Regions from separate parts of the Mus musculus genome. Here all the other regions are linked to region 2. The links are chromatin contacts, called in public ChIA-PET and promoter capture Hi-C maps. All regions are on one chromosome and are shown on one strand. Each heading gives the region's core, a stretch centred on a gene start, on an enhancer-like site or on the middle of the called end of the contact. The rest is flanking DNA. Distances are from core to core; before and after follow the strand shown. Region 1 has its middle 44 kb from the start of Gm51583. Region 2 has its middle 17 kb from the start of N4bp1. Region 3 holds the start of Cnep1r1 (CTD nuclear envelope phosphatase 1 regulatory subunit 1).

Region 1 (3,699 bases), core at 383-2,882, 1.3 Mb before region 2:
TGGAATGACTTAACAGCAACAGCCTTTGTTCTTTGTCCTTGTTCCAAAAAGCCCTCCTAACTAGCAAGTCACATGAGTCATGGACCTTGAATTTAATTTTCTTTCATTGGCTTCCCCCACCCTCCTCCCTCATTTGCTTGCTCCCACTGTGGTCGCTACAGCCACTGGTTCTCCTGCTGGGTAGTGTGTTTTAAGCCTATAATGATTTGTTTGGGAGACATCATGGTCTGTTGTTATGATTCTAGAAAAGCAAGTGTGTTTGAGGAATTTAGTCCTGGAAGGATCCTTTAAGTCAGTTCTAGATGGCTGAGGAAGAAAATATCACGTTAATTATGCATCTGGGACAGGCAGTAACAGTTTGTCTGTAAAAGGAAACTGGTTGTTAATTAAGGATTAAATAATGGTAATCAGTATAGTTGGTTTGACCTATGGAAATAGATTAGATGACTTTTGCACCTTAATAGAAATCTTTTTTTTTTTTTTTTTTTTTTTTTTTGAGACAGGGTTTCTCTGTCCTGGAACTCACTCTGTAGACCAGGCTGGCCTCGAACTCATAAATCTGCCTACCTCTGCCTCCCGAGTGCTGGGATTAAAGATGTGTGCCACCACACCCGGCAAAAGAAATCTTAAGCAAGTTGAAAATTTTTTGGACATAAGTCACAAGTGCTAGGGTAAGAAAATAAACATTTAACTAAGAATCATGAAGATTTTGGTTTAAAAAGCATGAACATTGTTTCAGGTGTTCCTGTTATGAAGAAAAAGCATTTAAACAAAGCCTGAAAACTTCTGAGTTTCAGGTATTTTTTAATTGTCTTTGGTGGGGTCTAGGTGCAGGGGGAAGGGTCTGCTCTGCCATGCTGAGGCTGTGTGCTCTAGCTGACAGGTCCCCTTGTGTTTTTCATTTGTCTTTTTCTTGTATGGTATATCCTAAATGCAGAGCAGAAGGAGAAAGGTGAACCTTGAAGAAAAGCTCAAAGGAATAAGAATAGAGTCTTCATAGCAAAGTTAGTGCCAGAGGGAGTGAGAGGCAGCACCCATAGTTGGGTTCTGTCTGTGTTTCTAGCCATAGTGGCAGTAGCCCTCTGGCCAGTGTGAGAGGGAGAGTATGGCTCTGACCTTTTGGCCTGTAGAGAACAACAGGGAGCCTTGGGATGGGCCTGGCTGGCAGACAGGAAGCAGAGAGCTCGGGGCATTTGCTGCCATCTGAAAGGCAGCTTCATTAGCTATGTAGGAGCCCTTACTGTGGGGCTGGGGGAGGGGCAAAGAGTGGAGGCTAGTCACCACCTAGTAGGGCAAGTTAAGTCCAAAATAACATTTGGAAAGTGTAGCTAAGAGTAAAATAGGGGAACTGGCCAGAAACACACGGGGGTGGGGGGGGGGGTGGGGGAGATACAGATACACAGAGAGACACACACATCAGAGGAAGGCCTAGTCTTTCTTACTAGGTCAGGAGTTACTCATGGTCTTAAGTAATCTGGAGTTCTGATGTGCGTCTTTGTGGGTCACCAGCTGGGAGTACGCTTTAGCTGGGTTTGTCCCATATTGGTAGCACCAGTTGTAGGGTTGTGGGTCCTATGTCTGCCCCACCCCAGCACTCAGGCTGTTGGGGAGGCAGGATGTGGGAGTTTGGTCGCACTTACCTCATGTTGTTACTGGGCAGGTGCTGGGCTGTAGAGTAGCCCCAGGAACACTGCTCTGGGGGTGGAGGAGTGCAGTCTGAGGCTGGAGACAGCTAGAGCTGGCTTGGGGTTCCCTGGACCTGTAAGAAAGCCAGTGTCTTCTGGTTCTCAGGCTCTCAGATACCTCTGGATGCTGCAGAAGGGCTGAGAACAAAGTGGGGGCCCATGGGCTGAATCTAGCCTAGGGTGGAAGGGGAAATGAAGGGAGCTCTGTCTGGTCCCACCGGGAGAGTCCTCGGCTTGTCGGTGGTCTGGCTTGGTCTTGGTCTTGGTAGCAGGCATGAAAAGAGGCAGTCCATGGTTTTAAGGCATTTAGTGTCATGGCAGAAAATGGATGAGTAATACCATACCCCACTTCTCAGAGTGAGCCTGAGGTTAGTACCTTTTGCAGGGAGGAGTGCCTGAGGAGAGTTTATTGGCTAAGCCCTCCAGGCCTTTAGGTACCTCATTAAATGAGATTTGTCTTGAGGGTACGTGACCAAAAGTCATGTCCTCTACCTGTGAAGGGGCTTGGGGCTTTGCCCTTATATGACTGATGGCCACAAATCTGTGGAGGGCTGTGGCTTCATGCCATGAGCCTGGTGTCCCTGGGAGCTGGACAAAACACCTTCTGTTCCTTTAGGGTCACTGGGGTTTCTAGCCTTAGCTCAACCAGGCTGCCTTTGACGGTCCTACACCTGTCTCTGCCTCCCAAGTGCTGAGATTAAAAGCTTGTGTTACTACACCTGTCAAAAGTAATTTTTATTCAGTCTATTCTCCAGAGCAGAGCTCAAATGTAGGAGGTTGTACAGAGCAAGTTGGGTAGAAGTACGAGAAGGATTAAAGTCTTTCAAAGAAAATGAAGGCCAGCAAGATGGCTTAGTAGCTCAAAGCAGTGGCCACCAAGCCAGGACACACACAGTGAAAGGAAAGAGCTGACTCCCAGAAGTGCCCTTTGACCTCCCCAGGTATAGCCAGTGGCTCCCTGTGTCCATAAACATGCAAATAAATAAGCAAATGTAACTTTTAAAAAGGCAGATAAACCATCATGTTGGGATGTAGCTGACTGGTCATGTATGCTCTCCCTTTCTGGCTAGAGCCCCTCAGCTCTTTACTGACTTTGGTTTTTTGAGACAGTGCCTCAGTGTATCCCTCAGGCTGGCCTGACACTCACAGTCTTGATGCTGCAGCCTCTGAGTAGCTGGGGTTACAGGATTAGAGGTGTGCAGTCCTAGCATGTGTTCCTTCTCACTCCCTCTTATTTTGGAAGGCCCTCTCCCCTCTCTCCAGGCATGAGTTGAAAGGGCCTGGCAGCCTAATTACCCAATTACCCAGCCTTGCCTCTTTTAAGCCACACATTATCTGTGTCTGGTCAGGGTGAGAAAAAGGGTGGCCATTTTTATTCAGAGACAACACAGATCCCAAATTATGGTTCCTCGTGGAATCCCTCCCCTGATATATTGTTTGGGAGTCTGCTTACCTTATTGCCAGTCTGTCCTCAGAAAAGTTTTCAGAACTTTTCGAAAGTCTTCTTGCTTTTTTGGGGGGTGGGGAGGTGGTGATGACAGGGAGGCAGTTAGCTCATTATTCAATTTTTCCTTCGTGTTTTATTTCAGAAACAAGGTCTCACTTTGTAGCCCAGGCTATTTTCAAATTTCTGGCAAGCCTCCTGGCTTGGCTTGGCTTCCCACTCCCCACTAATTTTTTTTTTTTAAATGACAGCATCATGTTCTATAGCCCTGGCTTGCTTGCACTCACTACCCAAACCAGGCTAGACTCACTTGCAGAGACCTTACTGCCTCACCATGGTGGGGCTTACAGGCATGCCCCACGGTGCCTAGTTCACCACTTTTCACATGTTCTTCTATTTATGTGAACTGCCAGTAGACTTATCCTACAGTGTGGGAGGAGGTAACAGTCCAGGCCTCGATTTTCTTTTAAAAGATCATGGAAGGAAAGAGGGAGGGAAAGCTCTAGGAGAGCAGTAGGCTTAGAGGTTGTGATCCATTTGGGGTTTTCATCTCATGAAACTCGTAACGAA
Region 2 (3,674 bases), core at 1,029-3,528:
CACATCTTCCTGGAAGGGGAGCAGAAAGAAAGCGATGTCTGTAATATAGGGCAGAAAACTCCATAGTCCCTTGGAAGATGTGAAGAGCTTTTCTGATGTGGGACTTTTGCTGGGTAGACAGTGCACATATGTCTTCTCGCCCCCGAGAGGGATCGATTTTGTTTGTTTGTTTGTTTGTTTGTTTACACAACTTAACTCAGGCCAGTGGGAAGAGGGAACTTCAACTGAGACAATGCTTCCTTCAGCTTGGCCTGTAGGCAAGTCTGTGGGTTGTTTTCTTGATTGGTGATTGACATGAGAGAGGCTGTTTTGTTTTATTTTGGAATGTAGGCCATGGCATCACTGAGCAGGTGGTCCTGGGGTGTCCGAGAAAGCAGGTCAAGCAACCACAAGGAGTGCTGTAGTAAACAGACCTCCATGGTCTCCACTTCAGTTCTTACCGTCCGTTTGCTTTCAGCTCCTGCCCTGACTTTTCTCAGTGATGGAGTAGGACCTGGGGTTTTAAGGGTTCTAAGGTGAGATAAGTAATTTCCTTCCCAATTTGCTTTTAGATTTATTTATTTATTTATTTATTTATTTATTTATTTAATGTATGAGTATTCTATTTGCATGTACACCTCATGCCAGAAGAGGCATCAGATCACACTATAGATGGTGTGAGCCACCATGTGGTTGCTGGGGATTGAACTCAGGACCTCTGAATAAGCAGACAGTGCTCTTAACCCCTAAGCCATCTCTTCAGCCTCCCAATTTACTTTTAGTCATAGCCTTTATCACAGTAATAGAAAGTAAACTAGAACAGAAGATGCATAAAATTTGTTCCCTGAGCACAGACATACAAGTTTTTTTTTTCCCCTAGATACCTCTGCATAAGAGGAGCTGCCTGGGGTAGGGGCTGGAGTATATGCTAGTACCCAGAATACTGTTGTACAGTTTCAACTTTATCTGAGTGAGCTCACATGGCCCCAACAACTTTTAGAAGGTGGGGTTGTACCCATCTTACAGACAAAGAAATAGAGGCTTATAGCAATGAAGTACCTCACTTGGAACCCTCACAACTAGGAAGTGACAGTAAGAACAGGCACGGCATATTGTGCTATTCAGGACTTCCCTGTGGACCTGAGGAGACAGAGGTTCCTTGGTTCCTTAGGACTGAGACCTGTGACCTGTAGGATAAGGGACTCTACAGTCCTTCTCTATCCCTGGGTCATAGGAGACAGGTAACAAACCCCAACTGTTGTTAAAAGAGACTAGGTGCTGAGGTAAAGCTCTGAAGCATCTCCCGGCAGCAGTACCGGGTCTGGGGCTGTGAGGAGCCTGCAGTAGGATTTGCTGCAGAATTTCATTGGACCCCTCTTTGTCTGAGAAACCAAGATGGGAGTGAAGTGTGCTTTCCCGAGGCCGAACCTTGATTGGCCAGGGCTCCTCAAGCACATAGGCTCCCGAGGTGGTTTAGTAAAGGGTCACTAGCACCTCCTTGTCCCTTCCCATTGTCTTGTTCCTGCTCCTGCCACAGGTCACCTCCACTACAGCAAGGGAAGAGGTGGGAGCCTGTGGAAGAGGCAATCAACCAGCTGGGGTGGGGTGGGGTGGTAAGGAACGCGGCTCCTCAAGTTGCTAGAATACTTGGCCTAAGACACCAGGGTCAGGCAGTCTCACAGGAAGCTGGGTCTCCGCCCTTCCCCTTGAGCTTCCTAGTAAAAATAACTGATGTTTCCTGAAGCGTTCACATGTGGCAGGAAGGCTGAGCTCGGAGCTGCCAGGTCACCACCAAGATTCCTTTTGTTTTGCAATGGATAGGATAGAAAGAATGTCTCTCTCTCTCTCTCTCTGCCTCACCTCCTCTTCCTCCTCATCACTTCTGCCTTCTTTTTATTTAGAATTCCTAAATTCCTCTTACGGAAGAGCTAAGCTCCTCTTTGCCCTACAGTGTGGAAACAACATCACTGATAATGTCAGGTAATTAATTCAATGGCAAACAGACTGAAACAAATTGTAACTCCAGTGCATTTAGTTTTTGTTCTTTTCTGTTTTGAGAAGAGTTATTATGGCAAGAAACAGTTTCCCTTGCAATTATACTCAACTTAAAAAAAAAAAAACAGAACAAAACAACAAGACTAAGAACACCTTAGGTGTTCAGGGTTCATGTGGCTATTTCCAGAGTCATGAAGAGGGATGGATATAAATGACTTAAATGTGGAAACAAGCATCGCGGCTGGTGATTCTCGACCTTGTGCGATATGAGCTCTTGGGCTAATTGTGCAACCTTTGAAAAAGCCACACTTAGTTTAAGGGTTGGTTCTGCACCCTGCACTGGTCAAACAAAACCTTTGCATAATAAAAGGCTTGGCTTTGCCTATCCCGTAGTTGGTTGGGTCTTTGGTTGGGTCAGACCAAGCCAGGCCCCTCGTTTCTGTTTCTTTTGGGGGTGGGGTCGGATGGGGGGTGTTTTGTTTGTTTGTTTTTTTGTTTTAGACAAGGTTTTCTTCTGTAGCCCAGGCTGGCCTGGAACTCGCTAGGTTGCTAGGGTTGGGGTTTTGAACCTACAGAAATCCTCAGAGTACAGGCACAAACTCCTGTTTATCCGATAGTTTCCTCAAGGAGGATATTTCAGTTCTCTTCCTCTTTTTCCCTCCTGCCAATGTGGTGCTCAGACTTGGAGCTAGAGGATAAAGAGAACATCTCAGAGGTTTTTGCACCTCATAACTTGTCAGTTACTGACTAGCAACTGAAGGAAACGCTTCTGCTTTGAATCGCCTACGCCCTTGGCGCCACCTGCTGGTCGCATCGCGCCAATGCAGCTCTGATCCGTGGAGAATCTAAGCCTACCTTCTGAGCCAAACCTGAGAAAATCTGGTGAGTTGTTGCACACCAGCATCTCCTTCTTTACCCCCAGCATCTCCACACCCAAGCTAGTGCCCTCTGCTCCCCTCGGTATGAGGAGAGCTGCTAGCCTAGGTAGGGGACTAGAGAGATGGCTCGGTAACTAAGGAACTGCAGAGGAACTGAGTTTGAGTCCCAGCACCCAGGGATCCATGGGATTCGACACCTTTGGTCTACATAGACATCCCCTCCCCCCTCCTTCCACCACAGATCTAATCTGGAGGTTTGCTCCCTCAAGCAAAGAGGTCATCAGAGTCACTTCTGAACAGCGATTTCCCCTTGACCCAGGGGCCACTTTTGAAGAACTTCCCTGTGTGTTTGTGACTGCGGACTTGGTGGACCTGTGAGCAGGACATCTGTGGCCCAGCTAGCCATAGGCCTCACTGAATAGACTCTAGCTTACAGTGGGCCCTGGGCTGCATTTTTAACCGGCACCCATTGGACCTGGGCCTCTTTGGCCTGAAGAATCACCTTGCTTAGCAGCATCCTTCCGCAGCTCCGCTTCCAAGCTCCACCGGAAGCCGCTGCGCGCTGAACTGAGCTTTCTCTGGTCTAGGGTCTGCCTTTCCTTTACAAGGATATTCCTTCAGTGCTCATCGCAGGTCCTTAAGGGGCCTGTGTGTGCGTGTGTGCGTGTGTGTGTGTGTGTGTGTAAGCTTAGGGATGTCACTTGACTTTCCTAAAGACAGGGGAATAGTGTTTGATCCAACCAAGTCAGTCGGATTTCAAAACTGCTCCTTCTTATCCACCTTTCCCCCTCTCCTCTTCTCATCCTGTCCCTCCTCGTATTT
Region 3 (3,530 bases), core at 290-2,789, 1.2 Mb after region 2:
ATAACACACACACACACACACACACACACACACATCTTTAAGTCAGGCTTGGCAACTCACACCTGAATACTTGAAAGGCTTAAGCAGGAGGACTGCAAGTTTGAAGCCAGAATGGACCTTTGTAGCAAGTTCATGACCAGCTTAATCTACAGAGAAAAACTCCATCTCTAAAACAAACAAGTCATCGTAAAAGTTTAAATGAGATAATGCATGTAAAGGGTTTGGACCAGAGAAGGCTCCTTAATGGGAAAGTTTAGAAAGTGCTACTAGGGTAGAGGAGTCTATAAAACAAAGGAGTCAGGAGCTGATAAGTGAGTTAGGGCAAAGGTTGATTAGTAAAACACACAATGTATCAATTTTGGGAACATGGCGGTGTTGCTCAAAGACCTTCTCAGCCCTGATCTGTGTGGCTGGATCCTTTCCGTCTTCTTGGGCCTCTCAGCTCAAACTTCCTTGCAACACTTCTGGACCTCCTTCCTCCTGTCTTTAATATTGGTTGCTTTTTCCATAGAGCTACTGTTATCTGAAATCAGTTGCCTACTTTTATGTTTATTGCTCCCTGAAACCTTTCACTGTGAGGAATGCAATCTTATCTACCGTGGTCATAAATATAATGTAATATGGGACAAATACAATGCGTAGCATGTCATGCAATAAATACCTCTTGAATGAATCAATGACCACCAGGAAATAAACAGAAATAACAGGTCATTTTAATCAAATGTTAATTTTGCTAACCCTGTACATATTTTTGTTATACTTACAAAGACATACTTTGTGCATTCTTTTTTTGTTTTGTTTTGTTTTTTGTTGTTGTTTTTTGGTTTTTGTTTTTGTTTTTTTGGTTTTTTTTTTTTTGTTTGTTTGTTTTTCGAGACAGGGTTTCTCTTAGCCCTGGCTGTCCTGGAACTCACTCTGTAGACCAGGCTAGCTTCGAACTCAGAAATCCACCTGCCTCTGCCTCCCAAGTGCTGGGATTAAAGGTATGCGCCACCACCGCCCGGCACTTTGTGCATTCTTTATGACTATATTGGACGACATGAGGAGAAAATAACCAAGAAAGAAATCCTTCCTTAAGGAATTGGATATCTAAAGAAGAGAAATCAAAATCAAGGAAATCTGCTTGGGGGCGCTTCTAGTACTTACTGCTGAACATATCTCAGTTTCTCTTTAGTTCCTTGAGGGCAGGGATAGATTGGTGGTCTCTCCTTAGCAACCAAAATACTGCCCAGAAGTTAGTGGGCGCTCAATCATTGTTTTAAGAACTAAGAAAGCAACCAAGCTTAAAAATAAAGTATGCTTGGACAGAATTCAGTTCCTCCCCGAGGCAGGAGGCGGCGCCATGGCTATATCAGCCTAGCTGCTCGCTATTCTCGGCCCTTCCAGTTGAACATCTAGCGCTGGGTTCCCGAAGGCGTTTGCTGAAATTAGCCAATAGAAAACTAGTTTAGTTGAGGGGTCTGGATGAGCTACCCAATAAACTCAACGTTTCTAGAAAATGGGCGGTGCCAAACGGAGGGGCTGAAGGGAGCGGTTAGAGGTGGGAGTTGGCGCTGTCGGCGGGGCGGGGAGGGCGGGCTGCGATGAGGACCGGGCCGTGGCGGTGACCGGAGCTGCCGCCCGACATGAACTCGCTGGAACAAGCGGAAGGTAGAGTGTGTCTTCCGCCGGGTCCCGTCCCGAGGCTGAGGAGGTCGCGAGGGCGGCGTGGCGGGGACGCGGGGCGCACGGCCGCCGAGGGGTGCCGCCTTCCCCCCCCGCAGGGGCTCGGGGGCCCCCCCGTCTCAGTGACGAGCCCTTGCGAGTTATAGAGTGCGAATTCATTTTCTGTTTGACAACCTAACGAACCGTAACCCTAATTTCTTCCTTGGCTTCTGTAATTGCCGGAATTTAGATGTACTCTTGGCCTTTCAAAGTTTTGTTTTATTTTGATTTTTTAAAAAACACCTCTGTGGGAATAACACCCTACTTCATTCAGAGGTACGCTCTGCCACAGCACAAGGCGTAGGCGCTGCTGCTGGCCGGACGTTCACCGGCGACCCATTCCTAGGAGGATAAGGGAGTATGTTTGTACAGCCCGTTATCTGTGTATGGAAGTCTAGTAAGCCCATACTACATAGCCATCAATTAATGATAAGAGCTAGGGCCGGAATCGGATAATTGCAGTCAATTAGACCTCATGGATTTTGATGTTTCAACAGGAAGTTCTTGGTTCCACAGAATTAGAATTAAGCTGGAGTTTGGTCCATTTATTTGTAAACACCCTCCACCGCACCCCCCAGTTTTAGCTTTTGACTCTTGGCTGAAGTTGCTGCTGGTCTTCCAGCATACCAGTTTTCAAGCTTCTAAAAGTAGACCAACTGGTTTCCAGAAATTGGGATGAACGAAAAATGATGTTTTTGTTGTGTACTTAAAATTGTTATTATATAAGCAAACGGTGCGTGACACAAGTAATTTGATGTGCAAGACCTGTTGGAGTTTGTCGATCTAAAATTTCATTTTATCAAATTTCATTTCGGACTAGAAAGAGCAGATAGAGAACTGAATTCTCTTTACCTAGATCTCAAGGCTTTCGAAAGAAGACTTACTGAATATATTCATTGCTTGCAACCTGCCACTGGACGTTGGAGAAGTAAGTTGCTGAATGCTTTCTAAGGGAAAATAAAGTGTGGTTGATAGCTTTATTCCTAAGTAGGAACGACTCCCTTTCTTTAAAACTTTTGACTAGTAAATCCTTGTTTTACTAAGCTATAAGATTTCTGAGTTTAGACAACTTTTTTTGTTTTTGTTTTTGTTTTTTGTTGTTGTTGTTGTTGTTGTTTTTCCAGACAGGGTTTCTCTGTATAGCCCTGGCTGTCCTGGAACTCGCTCTGTAGACCAGGCTGGCCTCGAACTCAGAAATCCACCTGCCTCTGCCTCTGCCTCCTGAGTGCTGGGATTAAAGGCGTGAGCCACCAAGCCTGGCTAGACAACTTTTAAATGTATTACTTAGTGCTGTTGACAACGTATTACACAGAAGTACTTAAGAAAATTATGAGCTGGCAAGATAGCTCTGGTGTATGCCGTTCAAGCCTATATCCCTCAGTTGCATCTTCAGAAGCCATTTAAAGGGGAAGGAGAGGGCAGACTCCACAAACTTCTCTTCTGACCTTCACATTTGTGCTGTGCTATGACATGCATGCCTATATATACCATGCAGCTACACACACACACTAAATAATTTTTTAAAGAAAAAGGAAATTATAACTGGCTACCCTAAAAGGAGAGACTATTTTATATGGTTGAATTGTTATTTTTTATGAAAATACATATTTTTTAATTTTAAGTGCATGCCTGTTGCCTGCAGAGTCCAGAAGAGGGTACCTTATATCCTGCAACAGGAGTTGCTAGTGATTATAAGCTATTGTGTGGGTGCTGGGGACTGAACCCAGGTTCTCTGCAAGAACAAGTGCTCTTAACTTTTGAGCTATCTCTCCAACCCCACCTCCAATAATATTTTTTTTTTATTTTATGTATGGGTGTTTTGCCTG

Evidence for each region. Promoter capture Hi-C pulls out the DNA fragments that hold promoters and counts their contacts. ChIA-PET counts read pairs in DNA pulled down with a chosen protein or histone mark.
Region 1: an RNA polymerase II ChIA-PET map of memory CD8 T cells shows a contact between it and region 2, with 13 times the contacts expected there. The contact joins two enhancer-like sites. A contact is called at or near these places in 2 of 15 datasets of contacts at CTCF or cohesin (hippocampal excitatory neurons and large pre-B cells), 25 of 484 Hi-C or Micro-C datasets (B cells, the HPC-7 cell line, the N1E-115 cell line and 17 more), 2 of 115 datasets of contacts at active chromatin or transcription factors (astrocytes and memory CD8 T cells) and 1 of 9 other capture datasets (embryonic stem cells).
Region 3: a contact with region 2 is called in a promoter capture Hi-C map of embryonic stem cells, with 2.6 times the contacts expected there. The contact joins the promoter of Cnep1r1 here to the enhancer-like site in region 2. A contact is called at or near these places in 6 of 39 promoter capture datasets (the 3T3-L1 cell line, the C10 cell line, embryonic stem cells and 3 more) and 1 of 115 datasets of contacts at active chromatin or transcription factors (embryonic stem cells).

The regions. Positions count from the first base shown.
Region 1 is chr8:85,617,374-85,621,072 of GRCm38.p6, forward strand. No RefSeq gene overlaps it. Among named protein-coding and RNA genes, the nearest start is that of Gm51583, 44 kb to the left of the region's middle. Within about 2 kb of position 1,633, at least 31 of the 459 cell types and tissues checked have an H3K27ac peak or open chromatin away from gene starts, as enhancers often do. A contact at or near this core is called in memory CD8 T cells, where this site is marked.
Region 2 is chr8:86,900,528-86,904,201 of GRCm38.p6, forward strand. No RefSeq gene overlaps it. Among named protein-coding and RNA genes, the nearest start is that of N4bp1, 17 kb to the left of the region's middle. Within about 2 kb of position 2,279, at least 44 of the 459 cell types and tissues checked have an H3K27ac peak or open chromatin away from gene starts, as enhancers often do. A contact at or near this core is called in embryonic stem cells, memory CD8 T cells and pre-B cells, where this site is marked.
Region 3 is chr8:88,117,220-88,120,749 of GRCm38.p6, forward strand. Cnep1r1 (CTD nuclear envelope phosphatase 1 regulatory subunit 1) reads left to right here and starts at 1,540. Exons shown (of 6, transcript NM_029074.3): 1 at 1,540-1,650; 2 at 2,561-2,632. The coding sequence starts at 1,626. It overlaps Gm2716 (predicted gene 2716), which reads right to left and starts at 1,388. Exons shown (of 8, transcript NR_151771.1): 1 at 1,147-1,388.